3 separate regions of the Rattus norvegicus genome follow, and all the other regions are linked to region 3. The links are chromatin contacts, called in public Hi-C maps. All regions are on one chromosome and are shown on one strand. Each heading gives the region's core, a stretch centred on a gene start, on an enhancer-like site or on the middle of the called end of the contact. The rest is flanking DNA. Distances are from core to core; before and after follow the strand shown.

Region 1 (4,038 bases), core at 1,484-3,983, 39 kb before region 3:
TTGTGATTTTTCTTAAAAGTTAAACACAGCATTCACAATGTGATCTTCACAGAAAACCGTGGGGTTTATACTGTGCACTACCACTCACTCTGATGCACACTGGAAAGATCAACCCGACCTCACATTTACTACAGTCATTTAATTCCTTACAAATGTAAGTTTAGTTCTAGACAAAGCCAATCTGAAAGACATATGAAAGCAACAGCCTTGGCTTGCTTCCCAAAACAACCTTTGAGAAGCCAGTTTTCTGAAGTGACCTTGTGCAAGAAAATTTCAATTAGATGCTTGCTGCATGTCTGCTGCATGCCAGAACTGTGTTGGCACAAGACAATATAAAGAATTCATGGGGCTGGAGAGGTGGCTCAGTGCTTTTCCAGAGGTCCTGAGTTTAATTCCCAACAACCACATGGTGGCTCACAACCATCTGTAATGAGATCTGATGCCCTCTACTGAAGACAGCTACAGTGTGCTTATACATAAATAAATAAATCTTTAAAAAAAAAAAAGAATTCATGGACCAGGCACAGTGACCGACACCTTTATTCCTAACACTTGGGAGGCTGAGGAAGGTGGATCTCTTTCAGTTAGAGGCCAGCCTAGTCTACAGGGTAAATTGGGGTGCTGGGGGTGGGGGGCGCACGGGAAAGGGAAAGGAAAGGGAGGAGGGGAGAAGAAGGAAAGGAGAAAAATTACAGGAGGTTGAGGCTGAGACAGATGGCTCAGTAGCTAAGAGCGTATAATAAAGCATATATCAAGTACCTAATATTCATATATTATATCCGCATATTAAGAAACCTGAGTTTGTCCTAATACCCACATCAGGCCACTCTCAGCCATCTGTGATTCCTGTCTTACATCTATGGCCTTGCGTAGCACTGGGCTCACATTCAGATATACATACACATAATTCAAAATAATAAAAACAAATATATAAAAATAAAGTCATAGTGCCACTATTAACTGTGGGTAAGCAGAAGCAGGTACAAGCAGGCAATACAATTTCTAAAACAAGGATGCCGTCGAAGTGAGCACCTGGTGAGCACCGTGACTTGAACAGGGTGGATGAACAGGGTGAGAGGTATCAGCACCACGAGATGGGCAGGCAACCCTGAAGACCACTAAGGTGGGGAATTAAGAGCTCTTGAGGCTCCCAGAGACTGAGCCACCAACCAGGGAGCATGAATGGGCTGGACCTAGGACCCCAGCACATGTGTGGCACATGAGTAGCTTAGTCTTCAGCGGGTCCCCCAACAACAGTGGGCTGTCCCTGACTGTGTTGTCTGCCTGTGGATCCTGTTTCTCTAACTGGGCTGCCTTGTCTGGCATCAGTGGGAAAGCATGTGCCTAGCCCTACAGTGAGTTGTGCCAAGGTGGGTTGATAGGGTTGGGGGGCTCCCCCTTATCAGGAGAAGGGAAAAGTGGGTAGGAGGACTATGTGAGGGAGGACTGAGAGGAGAAAGGGGATGCAATTTGAGATATAAAGTGAATAAATAAAAAATTAATTAATTAATTGGGGGGAAGATGTAAAATTAAGACAAATTCAAAACTGTTTATCTCTGCCAAAAATAACTAATGAAATCAGGCAGTTTCTGCAAATATTGCCTAGATTTACAATCAGAATGCCTGTTAGTCCTTCACACTGAAAAGCAGAGGAGACTAGCACAGTCACATGCATCTGCAATCCAAAAACTGGAAAGGCCAAGGCAGAAGACAGTTAGTCCAACACCAGCCTGGGCTATGTAGACAAATCCTCTCTCGAAAATAAATTATGAGTTGGAGACACAGATCACTGTGAGGGCTTGCCAACATGTACAAAAACCTAGGTTCAATCTTGGACCCCCTACCCCCAAAAAAAGGCAGACAAGATTAACACAGTTTAAAGGAAGTTTTTATTTATTCGTATGTATGTGTGCACGAGTGCGTGCCTGTGCGTGTGCCCGTGCACACCATGACAGAAATGCTGAGGTCAGAGAAGAACTTCCAGATATTTGCTCTCTCCTCTACCGCGGGGCCTCAGCCGGGCAGCTCATCAGGCTTGGCAGTAAGTTTCTTTACCCACTAAGCCAACTCCAATAATACTTACATCATGCTGGGCATCTAAAAGACAGGATGCGTAAAGGAGACACATGAAATGTTACTAAAAGTAAAAGTTCTTAGCTCAGCACATCCAGGAAAGGATGCCAGGCATTTTGTTCAAAAACAGACTAAATGTAGCTTCAAAGGGGGACAAGAAAAAAAAATTTTTTTAAATGCTGGGTGTGGTGGCATAAGCCTTTAATTCCATCATCAGGCCAACCAGCTACAGGGTGGGACGCTACCTCAAAAGAGTACTGAGTTGCAGAGGCACACTAGTCTGCATCTGAGCAACCAAGGAAAAAGCAAGCACAGAATCCTGGTGGCCCTGTGGTCTATGAACTGGCCTCACCTCTTTGGCTCAGCTTAAGTTAGTGAGGACCTAGTTACAGAAAAGCAGCGGGCTTGTCAGCAAGCTACTTGCAGCTGCCTGCTCTACAGCTCCTCCCTCTCCCTCCTTCTCCCCTCTCCCCGTCTGCCTCACCCACTCTCTCCCTCTCTGAAAAGCAGGGTAGAGCCCTGCAGGATCACAGAAAATAAATACAGGCAAAGGGGGTGGGAATGGGGGTGGGAGGTAAGCAGGCTCCACCCGCAGAAGGCTTTCCACAGGAACTGCTACAGGGTCAAAAGTTTACAGTGGTTTCAATTTCACCTTTTAGCAGCCAATCAGCAAACAGAGACTGCGCTGACCCTCGGGCTGCGGGAGCGTTAACTCCCTGGCTACCAGGACTGCTGCTGCAGTTCTTCCCGGGCTTCTCTTAAGAAGGAAAGGTTAAAAAAGGCAGCGGACACCCTAAGTTCAGGTGACTAATTCACTTTAAACTGCTGTTTGAGCAGAAAAATGATTTGATAAGTATCCATTTTCTCCTTCAAGTCAGGGTCTCTTTATCTTAGAGCATCGACCAAACCAACCGATAGACATAAAGACAAAGAGCAAACAAGGGCAGGTTAAGAAAAGATTTTCCTCCACGAGGCTTCAAATCTCCCAACTACCCACAAATGATATGACATGATGCCCGTTTAGCTCCCTGTAAATGCTTTAAGAAGAAATGAAGCCCGTCAATTACAGTATTTAGGCTCTGGCTCCCTCGGGTCACTGATACAACTGCAGTACGCCATCCTCACAAGAGGAGTCTACAGAAACACAGCGAGAGCATCTAAGGGGCCATTTGTTTCCCTGTGTTCTCTCTAACCCTCCAGGACCCAGCACAGCCCTCCGTGCATGCGTGGAACAAACTCAAAAGCAAAGTCTTTCTTCTGCAGAGCTGTCCTCCTGATCACTTTTTATATAAACTTCCTACAGATGCAAAAGAAAAAAATCGATACACTAATCCATTCACTACTCCACTCAGCAGTCTGTACTAACAGTGAGCAGGACTGAAGAGGGCAGGGCAGGAGAAACCACACTGCCTCCCTTCCCCGCCCCACACTTCCCTCCTCCCTCTTCCTCCCCAGGGCAATAAGGAAGCAGGACACCGAAGCCCAAGAGCTTGAAGCCAGCATGGTGATTTGGGGTCGTTTCAGTTTTGGTTTTTATCTGTTTTTTTTGCATAGTTTTTTTTTAAGGGGTGGTCATGGGAGGGAGTTTAAGACAACCTCTCTCTATAGCCCCAAATGGCAGAAAAACAGCAGCAATCCACCTAACCCAACCTCAAAGTCCTGGAATTACAGGTGTGAGCCGCCATTCCTTGAAGCACACCAAGACAAAGAGGAGACAGCTGTACAAACTCTCCTATCCGATGATTTACTAAATCCTAATGTATAGATAAGCCAACTTACATACCAACTGGTTGAATTTTAGCAGTTTTACAAGTTTAGATTGGAGATCTATATGGGTACCACCACCAGCTACTAAAACGATCGCATATAGGATAGTGGGCTCTATCCAGATTATCAAACACCAGATATTTCTGAAATGCAATCTGAAACCAAAACATAATGCCTCACTTGCTACACAGTGACCAG
Region 2 (4,010 bases), core at 1,062-3,561, 58 kb after region 3:
CTCTCCAGCCCTTACATATATGATCTTAGGTAAAACCTGTTGAGCGTATGTACCGTCCCTCACTGGTATGTTTGCATGAATATACGTATGTTGTCAGGGTTGACTCTATGGCACCGAACGACCAATTGCCATCTCTCCTGCTCCCGCTCTCCTCAGCTGCCTGCGGTTCTGTCTGTAGAGTCCATATGAATTTTTATTTATTTATTTATTCATTTATTTATTGACTTGGTTTTTAGTTTTGTTGTTGTTTGTTTTTTCAGGATCTCTCTAGACAGCCCTGGCTGTCCTGGAACTTGTTCTGTAGACCAGGCTGACGGATTCACCTGCCTCTGCGCGCACTCTACCTGTACCATGTATACCTGCTGCAACAGGAGGCATCAGACCCCATTACAGATGGCTGTGAGCGACCATGTGGTTTCTGGGAATTGAACTCAGGTCCTGTAGAAGAGCAACCAGTGCCCTTAGCCACTGAACCATCTCTCCAGGCCTTTTTTTATTTTTTTTTTAATTTTTTTTATTTTTTTTAGTTTTGTTGTGTTTTGGTGAGACAGGATCTCACTATAAAGCTCTGAATATCTTGGAGCTCAATATGTGTCCAGGCTGGCCTTGAACTCACAGAGGTCTGCCTGCCTGTGCCCCCCCAAGTGCTGGGATTAAAGACATGGGCCAATACTCCCACCTAAGGTATATTTTAAAACCATTTTTACTTACTTTATGGGTATGAATGTTTTGCCTTCATGTATGTCTATGTAACACATGTGTGCCTAGTATTCATGGAAGCCAGAAAAGGTCACTGGCTCCCATGGAACTGGTGTTACAGATGTTCTGTAAGCCACCAGGGGAGTGATGGGAATCAAACCTACTTCCTCTGGAAGAGCGACCAGTGCTTTTTGGATTTTATTGGTTTTTTTAAATTTTTATTTATTTTCATTTTTGAGACAGGGTTTCTCTGTGTAGCCCTGGCTGTCCTGGAACTCACTCTGTAGACCAGGCTGGCCTTGAACTCAAGAGAGTCACCTACCTCTGCCTCTCAAGTGCTGGGATTAAAAGCAAGCAGTCAGTGTTCTTTACCACTGAGTAATCTGTCTAACCCCTTCACTCCCATTCAATATTAACAACTATATGTGTTGCCATTCACCTTTAATACCGGCCCTGGGGAAGCAAAGGCAGGCAGATGACCTTGTTTTATATACTAAGTTCCCAGTTAGACGGGGCTACATGGCGAGACCCTATCCCCCAAAACAAAAACATAATGGGGGTTCCACGCTATGAAGCAGAGTTTGACAGACTCTCCCTCTGAGGGCCAGAGGGTCTGCAGCTTAGTCTTTTTTGGCCACAGGGTTTCTGTGTCCTGTGACTTGATTCTCCTGGGATAGGGGGAAGGCAACTTCTGATATTATACAAATGAGTGAGTTTGGCTGAGTTTCAATATAACTTTATTTATGCTACTTTGTATCTTGCTGGGTTTGTGCTGTAAGCCTCAGCTCGCCCACCCTTAAGATAGAAATGAGAACATATAGGGACATTTGGATTAGGATGATCATCCCAAATTTTTCTTTCTGAGACCGTCTTATGTAGCCCAGGTTGCTCAAACTCCCTATGTAGCTGGCAGTGACCTTAAACTGATGCTCCCGCCTCCTCCTTCAGAGTGCTAGGATGATTGACAGGCCAGTACATCCAGTTTATATGAGGCTGGGGTTTGAACCTAGGACTCGACGCTTGCTAGGGAAACACTCCACCAACTGAGGGACCTCTCCAGCCCCAGAGCTATTCGAAGAAAAAGCCCTGCTGTAGCACCTGGGAGGGGATGATGTATGAACCATAGTGTGTCTACACTGAAGACATAGTGTGTCTACACTGAAGACGTTTATGCAAGTTCTCGAAAGGACAGCAAGGGTTGAGGAGACCTCTCATTGGGCACTTGCTGTCCAGCCTCAGGACCTAAATTCAATCCATGGCACCCACAGGGTAGACAGGAGAGAGCATACTCCCAGAAGCCATTGCACGCGCACATACACACACTAAATAAATAAATGAAATGCATTACTTTTTTTTTTTTAGAACAGATTAAACGTATGTCTACCGATATGGAGGGCATCTTCAGAATATCACCAACAGTATGTGTAGTCACCAGAAAACCAAACCTGTAAATGCCAAGTAACTCTCAGGGCCTCCAGCTGAGGAAAGAACACACTGCACCTCCCTCCCATGTTGAGCTTGGCTGTGTGACTTGCTTTGGCCCATGAGCTATTAACAAATGCCCTGTGAGCAGAGCCTGCCCCGTGCTCCCAGAGTTCCTGATGTTCATTTGTTTTGGCTTTAGGGTTTTAGATGCTGGGCATCTACCCAGGGCTTGCACATGCTAGGCAAGTGCTCAGCCACTGAGCTCCGCCCACAGTCCCCAGTCACATGATTTGACTTTGTTCCTGGGAGCTTGCACAGTAACCTTCAGAAGGACAGACGCCCTTCAGGTAGCCTGTAGCTCAAGGGGGATTAGGAATGTTCAGGTCAGCCCAGATCACCTTCGGATGGAAACAGAGAGGCCCGGCCTGCATCTGCAGATTCAGGGACACGAGAATAAAGAATCATTTTCTTAAAATGTTAACTCCTCACTTTGGTCCCTGTTGGCTCTGTAGCTGGCCAGGGCTACATAGTGTGTGTGTGTGTGTGTGTGTGTGTGTGTGTGTGTGTGTGTGTATGAGAGAGCGGGGCAGGGGGACAATGAGGAGAAGAGATGGGGAGGGAGAGGAAGGGAAGGAGAGGAGAGAGTGAACACACTTATTTTCTATGGTTCTGGGGCCTGGAAGGTGCAGACACCTGGTGAGGACTCTCTTGCTGTGTCATCCAGTGACAGAAATGAGGAAGGCCAGAAAAGGCACAATGACCAAGAGATTGAATTTGCAGAGCTAGGCTGATAGCACACATCTGTAATCCCAGTACCCGGGAGTCAGGACAGCCGGGAAGCCCAGAGCAGGGCCATTAAGAAGGCTCACTGGTTAAAGGTGTTTGCAACCACGCCCGATGACCTGAATAGATGCTCAGAGCCCCATTGGTGGATTTCCAGCCTAAATCCTAAAAATTGTCCTTTGACCTCCACATGTATGCTCACTCAAATACATCTCTCACACACACACACATGCACGCACACACACACACTCACACACACACACGCACACACACATGCACGCACACACACACTCACACACACACACACAGTTTGTTTACAGAGAACATAAACGTTCAGACTTTATCCACTTTACACTTGCACACTTGGCCCAGGTCCATTTATAAGGATGGAGCCCAGGTGAACTAAACAGAGGACTTGGTGATCCCTGGGCTTGCTAGTAGGGGACATGATGTACCCATAGTATTTCTTCTTTGGAACCATTTTAACCAACGTGAGCTTGCAGTGTGATTAACAGACATCTGTCATCCTCACCAGGCCCCCTTACATTCCTGCCTTGATTTTCCTCAGAGAAATGGCTTCCTCCAGACTCTCAGCTTGGGTGGAATGTGTTAGACTTAAGGGTAAGGAGGCAGAGGTGTGCAATTTGGGGGCATTTCGAAAGCTACTTGATGTGACATTAATTTGGGAAGCACAGAAGTCACCAAACAGTACAAATTAAAGCTGCCAGGGTTGGATATTTGTCAGCAGGTGACTAAGTCAGGTCTGGTCAGCAAGAGGGCTATGGTGTCCCTGCCATGATTCAGGGTAGGCGTGTGTGGCCACTGGAGTGCTGACACATAGGTGCTGTGTTCTCTAGTAATCCTGAACAGCCGTGCTTCGAGCCCACGGCTGGAGGAGCCATGTAGGGAGAGGATCCTTGATCCCACACTGTCTGAAGCCAAAATTTCCCCCTTCATCTTCAATTACACAAGCCAATTTCTTTTGTTTTGAGGCAGGCTCTCATGTAGCTCAGGCTAGCCCAAAACCTCTATGTATCTAAGGCTGGCTTTGATGTTCCTGATCCTCCTGCCTGTATTTCCCAAGTGCTAGGATTACAAGCAAG
Region 3 (4,186 bases), core at 1,097-3,596:
ACATCCTCCATAACTGCTTACAATTAGAGCCTCCCGTTTTGCCTAGAGTCCCCCAACTCTAAAATGTACTTCTTTCTAAATGCCGAAAGCTGTCATTCCCCGTTTTGTTTTTTTTTTATGCTGATTGGACAATTAAGTCTTTCTATCAACATATAAAATACCCCATAATTTGGGATCACAGGCAGTTTAGATTACTGCTCATTTAAATTCAGAACCGGAAGCTACCTCCGGCGACACCGGAGCTACAGTGGTTGGTATCACTTTACCTGTTACAAACAGAGGCTTCCTCTTACAAGGAAGCCTCAGGGTTCTACATCCCACAGACTATTATTTCTTTAAGGGTTTTAACACAGCAAACAGCAGAAGCACTAAATTCAAGGGCCTAACAACTATCAAGCTTAAATCAGTGCCAGATGGGTGCCTGATGTCCACAGAGGCCAGAAGGGGGCGACCGATTCCCTGGAACTGGCACTAAAGATGGTTGCAGGAAGCTGGGAGTCAATTCCAGGTCCTCTGGTAGAGCAGCAATCAGTGCTCTTAAGCACTGAGCCACCTCTCCCGCTCCTACAAGTTTTAAATAACAAAAAGAAGAAAACACTACCCCCCCTCCTTGTTCCTGCTCTCAGTATACAGCAGCTGGGGTTTGTTTCTAATGAAAATACTCAAGTCTTAAGTCCCAAAGCCAAACTTACTCCAAGAAATGCTAACCGTCGTTACCTCAGAGAGGGTTCCGAGTGGAAGAGATTCCTTTTTCTGTGTTTTCATACCTTTTCAGTTGAGTGGAAAAACCCATCCTGAATAACTGATTGTCATTTAACTTTTTAGAAGAACAAACCTCTCACAAACTCAGAGGTTTACACTGCCATGTTAGTCCACAGCAGTATTTGCTGAAGATACACCCTTGGCTCCAGCACCAACCTGCAGAAACAAATGTTAAGGCTTTGGCATTGCAGAGATCAGCAGGCGTTTAAATCTCAGGCCACAGAAACCCTGATACGGGACCTCTCATCTTATTCGGTCCACCTTGCCCTGCAGCAGATAGGGGAATGGCTCTCCTTCCTGGTCTTTTTTTTTTTTTTTTTTTTTTAACCTCACAAGCTTAATTACAAAAACAAGTTGGCTTTGAAGCGCTACTTAGAAACTGCAAAAAAGGGAAGTCTTCGCATTTGGGAGGGGAAAAAAGTTTCTCGACTTCAAGACACTCTCCAATCTTCCGGGTCATACAGTGTGGAGTCCTGGGCTCCTGTTCCGTGGGCCTAAGATGCTCTGGCCTCTCCAGGCTGCTCTTCTGGTTAACTTTTCCACCCTAGACACCCTCAAGCTGCCTAGGAAGTAGCACTGCCTCCCACTTCTCTTGCAGGCTGTGCGGCTCGGGTTCATTTAAACTATTGCAAACAGAATCAATGAACGAACCTAGACTGGGAATTTCGTAAGATGAAAGCGACCACGATGATAGCGGATACCAGACCGCAGAGCACGTATCCACGCCGCACAGAGGGGAGACCCCACACTCATCCCATACAGACAGCAGAGCCTGCATCCACGCTACACACCTCAAACTCCTCATCCGCAAAGCACCCACCCTAGACACAACGAGGACCCCGCATCCACACGGGTCCTCGCCCCACACAGACCGCAGACCTCGCACTCATACCTCACATCTCCGCTCACCCGGCGCACACTAGCACACACCTCTCGCACACCGCACTCATCTTACCCGCCCTGCATCCACCCTGCAGACCCCGCACTCACCCTGCATCCACCACACACACCTGGCAGACTCAGGAGCCACGCCACATACCTGGCACATCCCAGACTCCACATCCATTCCACACACCCCGCACACACCACAGACCCCGCTCTCACCACGCACACACCCCGCGCTCACCCTGCGCGCAGAGCAGACTCCGTGTCCGCCGCGCCCGCTCACAGCGGAGCCGCAGCTCCTGCCCGAGGAGCCGCCCGCGTCCGCCCCGCCGGGCGGCGCCGGCGGGAAGAGGAGGCTACGCTGAGCTTCTCCGACCCGAGATTCGCCGGGGGGAGCTCCAGCAGCAGAGGCCGCGGCCGCGAACTCCTCGCGACCCTGCACGGGCCCCGGAGCCCAGCGCCGCCCGCCCGATCCCGGTCGTCTGCGCCGCGCGTTGCTGGCGACCCCAAGACCCCCGCCTCAGGCCATGCCTCCGGCCTCGCCTGCTGCTCGCCGCTGCCTTTCTCTCCACTCACCGCTCGCCGCCATCTTCCCCAACGCTGTTCTCGATCGGAAACTCACAGCTCAGCCCCGGCCGCCGACACCGACTCCGCCGAGGCCGCCGCCGGCGCTCTGAGGAGCTGAGGCAGCCGCCGCTGAAGCCGCGGCGCGGGGGCCGCCGGGATTTGTAGTCCCGCGGCCACGCCCAGCACTACGGGTCCCAGGGGGCCCTGCGCGAGGCAAGAGGCGTGGTCGCAAGGCCTGGGTTGCCACCAGCTTACCCATCCCCTGGAGCTAAAGGGGGCGTCCAGCGTTCGATTTCCCGTGTGCCTGTCTCCATCCTGGAATTCCTGACCTCTATGGAGTGTTCATTGTGCGCCAAGCACCGTTCCTCAAGACGAGTAGCTGAGGGGGCGTCATCCTTACTTTTCAGACGAGCAAACTGAGGCCCGAGGTAGGATCCCTGCTAAGTCACTGACTTGAAAGGGTTTTGGGTCACAAGATGTTCAGTCCTCAATGTGGTCTCTGAGTGTCGGGATTGAAACCAGAGAACAGCTTGCGTTACAGTGGGGAGAATTGAGAGACACCACCTTAACCAAGTGCGTCTTAAACTTGGTGCCAAAAGAAGTGGCTCAAACTGTCACCCCATGCCTCCTGAAAGGATGCGGTGCATAGAGCAGAAAGCTACCAAGGTAATGTACTTGCTAAAGCAAACCAAAATAAGTGACCTGAATCTAACGGAATAGGAAGATACAAAAACAAACGCAGAACGTGCAGCATTCTACAGAACCAGCCTCTACCAATGAAGCCAATCCCAGTGACCCCATGCCTCCGAGGGTAGAAACAGAAGAAACAAAACTTTAAAGCCAACCCGGGGTGGGGGCAGGTTTGACCAAAATAAATAAGGTCAAAGTCAAAGGCAATAAACGTAGACCAGGCTACCCTCCAACTCAAAAACCCAGCTGCCTCTTCCTCCCTCGTGCTAGATTAGAGGCATGCAGTAGCATCCCGGGCTTTTGGATAATTCTTATATAAAAAGAACTTGGAAAGGAATCTGGAGATAGTGGGATAAAATAGATGTCTTGGGGCACAACTGTATAAAATGTGTTCGGTGTGAATAAGATTAACTCTATCCTAACTCTCTGCTGTTACCTCCAGGATTTCCCACCTGCACGATGGCAGTTCCTGCTTCACTGTTCTGCAAGTGTCCACTCTTCACCCATGGAGTTAGTCACACAGCAGCCAAGTCCCAAGCCGGGTCTGGTGATGCACACCCTACGCACAGGAAGCAGAGGCAGGCAGATCTCAGTTCCAGGCCATCCAGGGGTACATAGGGAAATCCTATCTTAAAATTCATAATAGAGGGGCTGGAGAGATGGCTCACTGGTTAAGAGCACTGACTGCTCTTCCAGAGGTCCTGAGTTCAAATCCCAGCAACCACATGGTGGCTCACAATCTGTAATGAGATCTGATGCCCTCTTCTTGTGTGTCTGAAGACAGCTACAGTGTACTCATATACAATAAATAAATAAAATCTTTAAAAAAATTCATAATAGTAATAATAATTCTAAGTGTAACAAAAGTACATTAAAATAATTATTGATTCAAGTGCAATGTTATACTGAAATGTATTCAGACATATGCATAATATTTATATATGTATATGCTCAGAGTAGAACAGATAGGAACAGTAAAAACAAATTGAATTATGTCAGAAAAAGATCCAAAAAGAAGCCAGTCGTGCTGCTGAGTAACATCTGGCAGGCCCTAGAGTCAGAATCGAAAGCAGCTGGGTGACATCAGGTAAATGATCAGTGAAGACGCCACTTTTATCCTTCCCTGTTTGCCCAGTCCCCAGGAAGGGATTGACTTGTGTCCCTTCTTCGAAGTAGGGTTGGTTCTAAGACTGTTGCCCAAAAGACACACAAGTCCTAGGGTGAAGCCCTCAAGCCTAGGGCTTAAGAATGCTGACAGCTCCTACTTTCTCCTTCCTGGCCC

What was found. Hi-C and Micro-C count contacts between places; a contact is called where the count stands out from the background.
Region 1: a contact with region 3 is called in a Hi-C map of liver, with 1.9 times the contacts expected there. The contact joins the enhancer-like site here to the promoter of Ncoa3 in region 3. A contact is called at or near these places in 9 of 12 Hi-C or Micro-C datasets (Schwann cells, frontal cortex, kidney and 4 more) and 1 of 1 datasets of contacts at active chromatin or transcription factors (oligodendrocytes).
Region 2: a Hi-C map of liver shows a contact between it and region 3, with 2.4 times the contacts expected there. The contact joins the enhancer-like site here to the promoter of Ncoa3 in region 3. A contact is called at or near these places in 8 of 12 Hi-C or Micro-C datasets (Schwann cells, frontal cortex, kidney and 4 more).

Annotation. Positions count from the first base shown.
Region 1 is chr3:175,195,821-175,199,858 of GRCr8, reverse strand. All of the region lies in intron 1 of Ncoa3 (nuclear receptor coactivator 3), which reads right to left. Among named protein-coding and RNA genes, the nearest start is that of Ncoa3, 40 kb to the right of the region's middle. Within about 2 kb of position 2,733, at least 81 of the 93 cell types and tissues checked have an H3K27ac peak or open chromatin away from gene starts, as enhancers often do. A contact at or near this core is called in Schwann cells, kidney, liver and 1 more, where this site is marked.
Region 2 is chr3:175,098,347-175,102,356 of GRCr8, reverse strand. No RefSeq gene overlaps it. Among named protein-coding and RNA genes, the nearest start is that of Zmynd8, 54 kb to the right of the region's middle. Within about 2 kb of position 2,311, at least 22 of the 93 cell types and tissues checked have an H3K27ac peak or open chromatin away from gene starts, as enhancers often do. A contact at or near this core is called in kidney and liver, where this site is marked.
Region 3 is chr3:175,155,984-175,160,169 of GRCr8, reverse strand. It overlaps Ncoa3 (nuclear receptor coactivator 3), which reads right to left and starts at 2,346. Exons shown (of 23, transcript NM_053454.1): 1 at 2,224-2,346. It overlaps LOC100909912 (a long non-coding RNA gene), which reads left to right and starts at 2,415. Exons shown (of 3, transcript XR_352829.5): 1 at 2,415-2,642; 2 at 3,347-4,186.